Regions from separate parts of the Mus musculus genome. Here region 2 is linked to region 1. A link is a contact called in public HiChIP or PLAC-seq data. All regions are on one chromosome and are shown on one strand. The core of a region is the stretch at or near the end of the contact, and the rest is flanking DNA. Distances in the headings are between cores, read along the strand shown. Region 1 holds the start of Kcnip3 (Kv channel interacting protein 3, calsenilin). Region 2 overlaps Gm39928 (a long non-coding RNA gene).

Region 1 (3,987 bases), core at 848-3,347:
CACCTATAGAGTAAGAACAACACCAAGTCCTGGGTGCGCTGCATGAGGATAACGGTTTAGGAGGGGAGGTCCTGTCTGTGCTCAGTTACCGCTTCTGCAAACAGGGCAAATTAAGGTCAGACTTGCAAGAAGCTGGGGAGGCTCCCAGAGCCAAACTGACCCAGTGTCCACTTTACCACCTCTGAATCTGGATGCTGCTGGCTCTCTCCTCCCAACACAGGGTTTGGCCAGGAGGCCTGGCATTGTGGTCAGTGCCCACTCTGCAGGGCCAAATGAAAGCTACTAAAGGGACGGCTAGGGTATGGTGAGAAGGCAGGGACAGAACTGGGTCAGCTAGTGACTGTGACAAGTGTGGCCATCTCCCAGCCTATGTTAGTTGCTGTCCGTCCTGCTACCTCCATAATCTCCTACTGGTAGGGGACAGTAGGGACTTTATCCAGCTCCACTGTCACTGTGGTGCTGGCTTCCATCTTGGGCCAAGCTACACATGGAAATCCAGGGGGCAGCCATAAGCCTAATGAGTTCCATGAGTGCCCAGGAGCCAATGGTGGGCACAGTGGAGGCCACAATGGCCAATAGAACAGCCAAGTGGACTATGGGACTCTGACCTCACACTCTGCTCATCTGGTAGGGGAGTAGTGGTTAAGGACCCAGGAAGAATTCTGGGAATTAGAGCCACCAGAGATGGGTAAAGGGAAGGGGGCTATGCTATCCCCTGCTGATGGACAGTGCCAGCTGTGTGCAGGTCTATGCACACATGGCTGTAGAACTCCCTGTATCTGTGGACACACAGAGTCACGTTGCTGGGCTCTGTGAGGGAGGGGTACAGTCATAGGGTATCTGTGTGTCCAATGTCTGTAGATGCACACAGCTTCACCTATCATCTGAGTGTGGATGTGAGTCTGGGACAGAGAGCTGTTTATGCTTCTGCTGTGCCAGTCCAGAGCTTTCTAGAGACAGGTGTGACAAGAGAGAAAGTACCTTTCAAGGTACCCTGCCCTTGTGCTCAAAGGGCTTTGTTCCATCTGCAGATCCTTCATGGTATTCTGGGAACTGGACCAGAGGACAGGGATAGTAACCTGGACTCTGGGGCAGAATGGCCTGAAATCAGTCTCCAGCCCTCTCTGGGCTGCTTGCCCTCATTGGGAGTGGGGCAGGAAGACATCTTTTGGGAAGAAAGACTGTAAGATGCCAGCCCAATATCTATTTTTTTTTTTAAATAAGACCTTGATTTCCTTATTTGGGGCATTCAACCGGACCTGGATCTGATCCTTTCTCCCCCTAAGCAAGATTACCCTGGACTTGTGTGCGGCATCCAGGTCAGACTTTCTGAGGGTCGGTGCTAAGCTGGAGCACACCTTTTGTTTTTTTTTTAATTTTTTTTTTGTCTCTCTTCTTCCCCTCACCTGGCTACTATTTCTTGAACTTTGTACCGGGTGCCTCTTTGCCTCCCCTCTCTCTCCATCCCCCAACAGCTCCACAGAGGCAGAGATGTTTGTGATTTTATTAGGGGTCTCATAGTGCTTTAAGAAGAAGGGGGGGTCTTCATTCATTCATTGATGGATTACTTGAAAGCTTTGCCCGTTGGCTTGCCCACACACATAAGACATCCTTTTCCATGCTCCTGTGTCTCACTAAGATCTATGAGGCTAGGGTCAGGGTCAGCTACCCCAGCCCCTGCCCCAAGGACCTAACTGAACAGGACCAGCCATGGAGCTAATTTCAAGCTTCTCTTCTGTCCACAGACACCCAGAGCCTCTTCCATCCAAAGGCCACGGGATTCCAGCCTCCCAGGCAGGAATGCTCTGAACAATTACTTTCCCTTATATGGATTAGCGAGAGTAGGGGCCAAGGACCACTGTGAAAATACTCTCTAGTCAAGACCAACATCAGAGCCCCACCTTCCCCAAGTCCAGGCAAGTCCTCAGCCCCTCAGCGCCTACCTTGGTCCTCTGCATCTCTGCTGCTGAAAGGGACCGTCACTAATCTTCCCGCTTTGCAGCCCGAGCAAGCCAGACTGCTTGGTCCGGCTGGCAGCTGCCTCATGTTTGCTTGGACCCAGACGCAATTGTCACTGGAGGTTTCTCTCCCGCCCCCTGCCCACTCCTTCCACCCTCCCTTCCTTCCGAGTCTTAGCTCCACCTCTCTTCCTCTGCCTCTTCCCTCCCCCTCTTATCTCCCCCCTCCTTCGCCTCCATCCTGACAACCTCCAGTTTCTCTTTTTCCTGTGCTCCTAGTCCTGGCCTCTCAGCCTATCTGGCCCCCAACCCCCCTTGCTTAGTTAGGCTCAGGGTCTGTCCCTGGTTCTCATCTCCCTCTAGTACAGGGTCTGTTCCTACCCTTCCCAGTCACAGGGATAGAAGGGAGGGTACTCCACCACCAGTCCCTGCGCAGGACAGAGAGGAGCCCTTGGGATTACGTCACTAAGGTAACACCTGGGGTCCTAACACCTCTTGTTGCTCTCCCCTATCTGTTAGTCACCTCTGTGCGACCCCTCATAGGCCTTGCTGTATGAAAACCTTCCAAGCTGGAGCGAGCACTTCACACTTTCCCAGTTTCACTGTCCTTTGACTTGAGGTTGGGACCAAATTCAGGCATTCAGAGCAACCACGGGACCTCCCCTAGATCTCCTGGCGTGGGACCTGGGGATGGAGAAGGGATCGAGGGTCCTGACCGTCCTCGGGAAGGCTCCTTCCTGCCCTGTGGGAGACAAGCTCTTGGGCATTTTCTAATGCCCAAGGGAATCCACCAGGAGCCAGGTACGGAGACCAGCGCCAAGTTTCCCTTTTTGGCGCCCGGAGGAGCCTGCCAGTGCCAGTAGTTCCCATGGAAACAGAGCCTGAGCCATCCCCTCTTTCCCAGAAAGCCCAGGAGCACTTGCTTGCCCTTCCTACCCTGTCCCACCCCCTTTTTATTGAGTCAGCCAATTAGCGGCAGCTGCTAGACCCTCCCCGGGCAAAACCCTGGGGCTGTTGATCCCGAGGCAGGAAAGCTGTCCCCAGAGGGGAGGGGACAGTTCTGCCATCTGCACAGCAGGACTTCACTCCGGGCAAGAGACTCTCCCACAGAGGGCTCTCTGGGAAAGAGGACGACAAGGGTCCCAGAGGCTCCGGGGTCAGTGCCAATCTTCCAAACTGACTTGGCATTAGGCAAATTCCCATAAGGCCTTGGAGTGGCATAGTGGGCTTAGAAGAAAAGGGTCATTATCCCAGTCTATGTTAATGATGGCAAAACTCAGGAAAGCTGAGTCTTTACCTATCCAACAAAGCAGTATATCCAGACTGTGTTCACTCAGAGCCAGTTCTGGAGGAACTCTCTACCCACCAGTTACATGTCCACGATTCAGGAATCAAGCCCTGTCCTTACTTGTGGCATTTTTTGAGAGGCAGGGTTGTCTGAGCACTCCACTCCAAGTCAGTGCCTCTTTCTAGAGAGCCACAAGTCTCTGCTTGGCTCCCTTGCTGAGATTCCACTCCTCTGATAGGAGCTCCTTGGGAGTAACAGGCTGTGGCAGAGCCAGCCTAGAACAGAACCCTTCCGTCCTGGGCCTACCAGGGAGCCAGCAACCTCCCCAGCCCTATCCAGCAGGCCCTCCTCATAAAACGTATGAATGGGCATCTGTGCCCTGCCAGGAGCCTCAAGTCACCTGACCCCCTTTCCTTGGGTCCTCTCAGACTTTCCCAGGGCCTGGGCATTGCTGGGGTCCTTCCAGGGTCTCTGGGAGATGGAGGAACGAAAAGGGCTGAAGCAGATCTCCTCAAGTGGACCTCAGCCTTGCTTTGCCACATGGGCACAGGCTGACTTCCCCTAAACTCTTGGAATTTGAGAAGATTGGGGGCCTGCTGACCCACAAAAAGGTTTAGGATGCTGAAGGAGGTCCAGTGTGGTTTGAAAACTGTTAGGGTGATGGATCTTGGCTGTGGCTTCCTCGGGTGGGCCGGGGGTGGGGTGGGGTACAGATTGCATGAGGAAGAAGGAGGGATAATT
Region 2 (4,076 bases), core at 212-2,711, 1.0 Mb after region 1:
AGAGTAAGGCATCTTGCCGCACTGTGCATGAAGGAACCAGATGACAGATCTGAGGTGAGGCCTGGCTATAAAAACTTAAGACCGTTTCTCTAACGACCCACTTCCTCTAGCAAGGCTCTATCCACTAAAAGTTTTGTAATCCTTCAAAACAGCTCCACCAGCTGGGCACAAGTGCTCAAACACACCATCCTTAAACCATAACACTCGCTTGTGGTATTCTAACCCATCTATGGTCCGACTACAGACTAAAGCCCCAGGCCCACAGGTAAACTAGGCCCACAGGTGAGAACGGTGGTGAAAGAGCCAGCTTTAATCCCCAGTTTTGCTTCTGCTCTGTTTCACTAGCAAACGGCAACCACTCGGAGACCTGCAGCGAAGGGCCCAAGCTGGTGTGTCCTTTCCCTTTCCCTTCTGTAGAGTGCAGAGAAGCCTCACCTTTTGTTTTAAGGAAACCCTGAAAAATCCCACTTCAGGCCTGAGCAGCAAAGGAGGCCGGAGGCCCCTGCACCTCAGAAGACAGTGGTTCTAGTCAGTCTGTTATTGTTAGTCACAAGAGTGTCTGCATCTGGTAATAACAGCTGTCCAGTGTCTGGAGGCCCAACAAGGTGGAAAGAATCCCAATGCAGAGCTTAAACATATACTCTATATCTAAGGAGCAACAGAATTTGAGGTGAGAGATGTTGGCTTCTATACAGAAGCAGAGCCAAGATTTGAGCACACACACACACTTCCGAGGCAGGGATTTGCTTCCATGGGGCTGAGAGGGTCCAGAGGACTGGCTCAGTAAGGTGAGTAACTCAAATAAATGATCTGATACCTCCACTCCAAGCTAACTTGAGCACCACAGAAGCCTGGCTCGTTATCGGTGCCCAGGGATGCCCACTGCTTATCTACGATTCACATTGGCACTGTAAGTGACTTGCTGGGTCTCATGTTCAGTGTATCTCCTCTCTACCAGACTGGGGCAGCCCCGGGACTACAGGGGGCAGGCAGTGCTCTTTCAGACACCCAAACATCTGTTGTTCTTGCTAAGTAAAAACAAGTGACTAGTCACAGCAAAACCATGAAAGAAAACCACAAGTGACCTAAGGATTTCTGACTCACCCTTCAACCTGGGTACTTTGTGACATTCCAACCAGAGCTCTCAGCCACCTGCAGCTGAGCTGAGAACTGCAGTCCCTTTGTCTCCCTGGCTCAGGGTAATTACCCTGCCCCCAGATGGCTTTTGCCTTCAGAACAAAATAAAGAAAAACCACCTCCCCCCACTAAGCCCAAGTGACTAAGAAAAGCTGGCAGGGACCCTCCCTCAGACCATAATTGTGGGAACCTCTTGCAAAACAATTTTAGTTGCCAGATAAACTGTGTCTTTTCCCAGCAGCCAAGTGCCACACCTTAGAGACTGGGTGAGAGATTTCTTTTGAGATATCACTGAGCAGATGTGAAGAACTGGGCCTCCTCTGTCCACTAGGGAGCGCTGTGTAGAGATGCATCCTGAGAGGCCTGAACAGCCTACATGCTGTGTGTGTGTGCAGGGCACCAAAGTGTTCTAGCTAGCAGGGTTCTGTGCTCAGGCTTGGAATTAGCAGCCTCCTGATGGGAGAGGGTTCATACTGGGTGCCAGTCAAGACCCTTTCTCTGTGGGATGGGCAACTGTGACAAGGCCATCTGTCTAAGAGGATACAGGAGCCGGACAAACACCACCTTCACGTTAGAAACAGTGCCACAGTGAGTTGTCGTGTTCTGTAACACCTAGCTCAGGCCTTTGGGGATCACACCTGACAAAACTGGAGCCAGACCTCAAGCCAAGTGCAGCTTCCAAAAATTGTATTGCATGGTTCTCTGAACACAGAAAACTTCCTTTTCCTCAACACTGCCCAATATAGATGGCCTATAAGGAACTAGGGATACGGTCAGTCTCCTCACAGCAGGGGGAAGGGCAGGAAACAAGCACAGAAAGCCTCCCCTCCATCACCTGAGCTGCTAGGCTCCTCGGTTCAGCTGCCTACAAGTGTCAGGCTGCCAACAGACGGTCTCTGCTCCCTGCACACCAACTGCTGGGTGCAATAAGCACCTCACTGCTAAAGCAGTAAGGAGTTAGCGATGCAGAGAAGATGCGCGGGCAGGGTTATGAAGGGATTGCCTAGGCAGCTCCACGGAGAAGAGCAGCCTGCACCATGATCAGGGACTGTGCATCAAGGAACCTTACTGGTTGAGAACAGTATCTTTAAGGAGGTCACCTACACAGAGAGTCTCCCTTCTGGCTAATGGTCTCTCAAAACATGACCACGCCACCTTAGGTGTGGCTGGTTCTCCCAGCTCATTTTTGTAAAATGTTTATTTATTTTTATATGTAGGGGTGTTTTAACTGTATGCATGTCTGTGTACCACATGCATGCAGTGTCTTCAGAGGCCAGAAGAGGGTGTAAGAAACTCTGCGACTGGAGTTACTGATGGTTGTGAGTTGTCATATGGGTGCTGGGAACAGAACCCAGGCCGTCTGGAAGAACAGCCAGTGCTCTTAGCCACTGAGTCATCTCTCCAGCCCCTCTTGGCCCGTTTTTTGTAGATGAGGAATTATATATAACAGACCCCAGGGCATCAGACCCTACAGCCCTTTTCTCTATCCTGCCTGCTACTAGCCTGCTGCAGAACAAATTACGTCTCTTTCTTGAAGAGACTGGTGCTGCCAGGGTTTGGAGAGTCTAGTGTTTTACCCTCCACCTCAGGGTGGTCCTGGGCCACAGGCATCTCAGAAGAAAGGCCATCATAGGGTCATATTGGGGACCCAAAACTTCCTTGATCAGTTCATTCAGGTACCACGAACACTGGCCTGGTGTATCCCACCTGAAACCATCATGTCTTCATTAAAGTGTTTTATGCCAATAACTCTCTTTATGGATTTAAAAAAATAAGTAAGCTTTACATTTGAGACTCACAGCATTCTGCAGCACTCAAAACCATCCCCCACAACTCTGAACTCAGCAGTTAGCAAAGGGTGGGGGAGTCTGAACCTGCAGAAAAGAGAAAAATCATTGAAGTAGCCAACAATCCTTGTCCGGACACCCTGGGGACAGCCTTCCTCAGAGTCTGTGTACTGAGAATTAGGTGCAAAGTGACAATTTTGACATTTCTCAGAGGGAACGTCCAGCCTGGGCCCGGGTGTACCCAAGGACCTGCTAGCTGTAGACACTGTACAGAGAGAAGCCAGAAGTGACTGTGGCTAATGTCGAGGGGCTCTGCACATCCCCTGACCACCACTGACCACACTTGAGTGACTTATATGACTTTTACCTAATGCATTGCATCTCTGTAAACTGGATGCTCTGATGGTGAAAATAATAAAGATTTAAATAAAAATGTTAAGAAACCAAGGAGTGTGGAAGGTTCTAGAAAGAGCTCCTTCCCGGGTATCATATTATTATCACTTCCTCAGGGTAACTCCTGGAACATTCATTCACTGCATTCTTCCTTTTCTGGCCTTGAAGAACAAGTCCAGTCCTGACCTCTTTCCTCACGTCGAGGGATGTGAACGGGGAGGGGACTCTCCTTACTTCCACAAGTCCTGAGCTGAGGCTGCCTTCTGCCTTTGGGGGAAACACTCTGCAGCAGAATTTGGCAGCGAGAGTGAGGAGCCTGAAAGGAGTTTACGTTCTTCCACCTGGCAGTGGCCCTCTCTGGAAAACCGCTGGAAGGAATAAGTCAGAAACTTGGCCCCGTCTTCCAAAGAGGGCTCAATGAAGCTTTATATATAGCTGTTAAAAGCTGGCAACGGTGCATCTCCCTTACTGTATGGGAATGGTTAAGTAATTACGGGGCGTCCAGAGGATGGGATATACTTCACAGTCTCAAGATGGCACCTCCAAGATTATTTAATGATGTGGAAACATAGGACAGCTTCCACGGTGTTAAGTGGGAGTCTATAATACAAACTCAAATACACAGAACAATAAAAGTACCTGTATGTGAACATGTACAGAGAACTGGACAGGAATGTAAACTGTCAAAGGGAACTGTTCTGGGTGGTAAAGTTATAGCTCGATTTTTACATTGTTCTTGGTTACTTTCTATACATTGCC

Evidence for each region. HiChIP or PLAC-seq counts read pairs in DNA pulled down with a chosen protein or histone mark.
Region 2: an H3K27ac HiChIP or PLAC-seq map of stem cell-derived neural progenitor cells shows a contact between it and region 1, with 4 times the contacts expected there. The contact joins the enhancer-like site here to the promoter of Kcnip3 in region 1. A contact is called at or near these places in 5 of 39 promoter capture datasets (3T3-L1-derived adipocytes, the HPC-7 cell line, HPC-7-derived erythroid cells and 2 more) and 1 of 115 datasets of contacts at active chromatin or transcription factors (stem cell-derived neural progenitor cells).

What each region holds. Positions count from the first base shown.
Region 1 is chr2:127,519,295-127,523,281 of GRCm38.p6, forward strand. Kcnip3 (Kv channel interacting protein 3, calsenilin) reads right to left here and starts at 2,098. Exons shown (of 9, transcript NM_019789.4): 1 at 1,944-2,098. The coding sequence starts at 1,958. The region is part of intron 2 of Gm35478 (a long non-coding RNA gene); the gene reads left to right.
Region 2 is chr2:128,543,585-128,547,660 of GRCm38.p6, forward strand. The region is part of intron 1 of Gm39928 (a long non-coding RNA gene); the gene reads right to left. Among named protein-coding and RNA genes, the nearest start is that of Gm39928, 4.1 kb to the right of the region's middle. Within about 2 kb of position 1,462, at least 140 of the 459 cell types and tissues checked have an H3K27ac peak or open chromatin away from gene starts, as enhancers often do. A contact at or near this core is called in stem cell-derived neural progenitor cells, where this site is marked.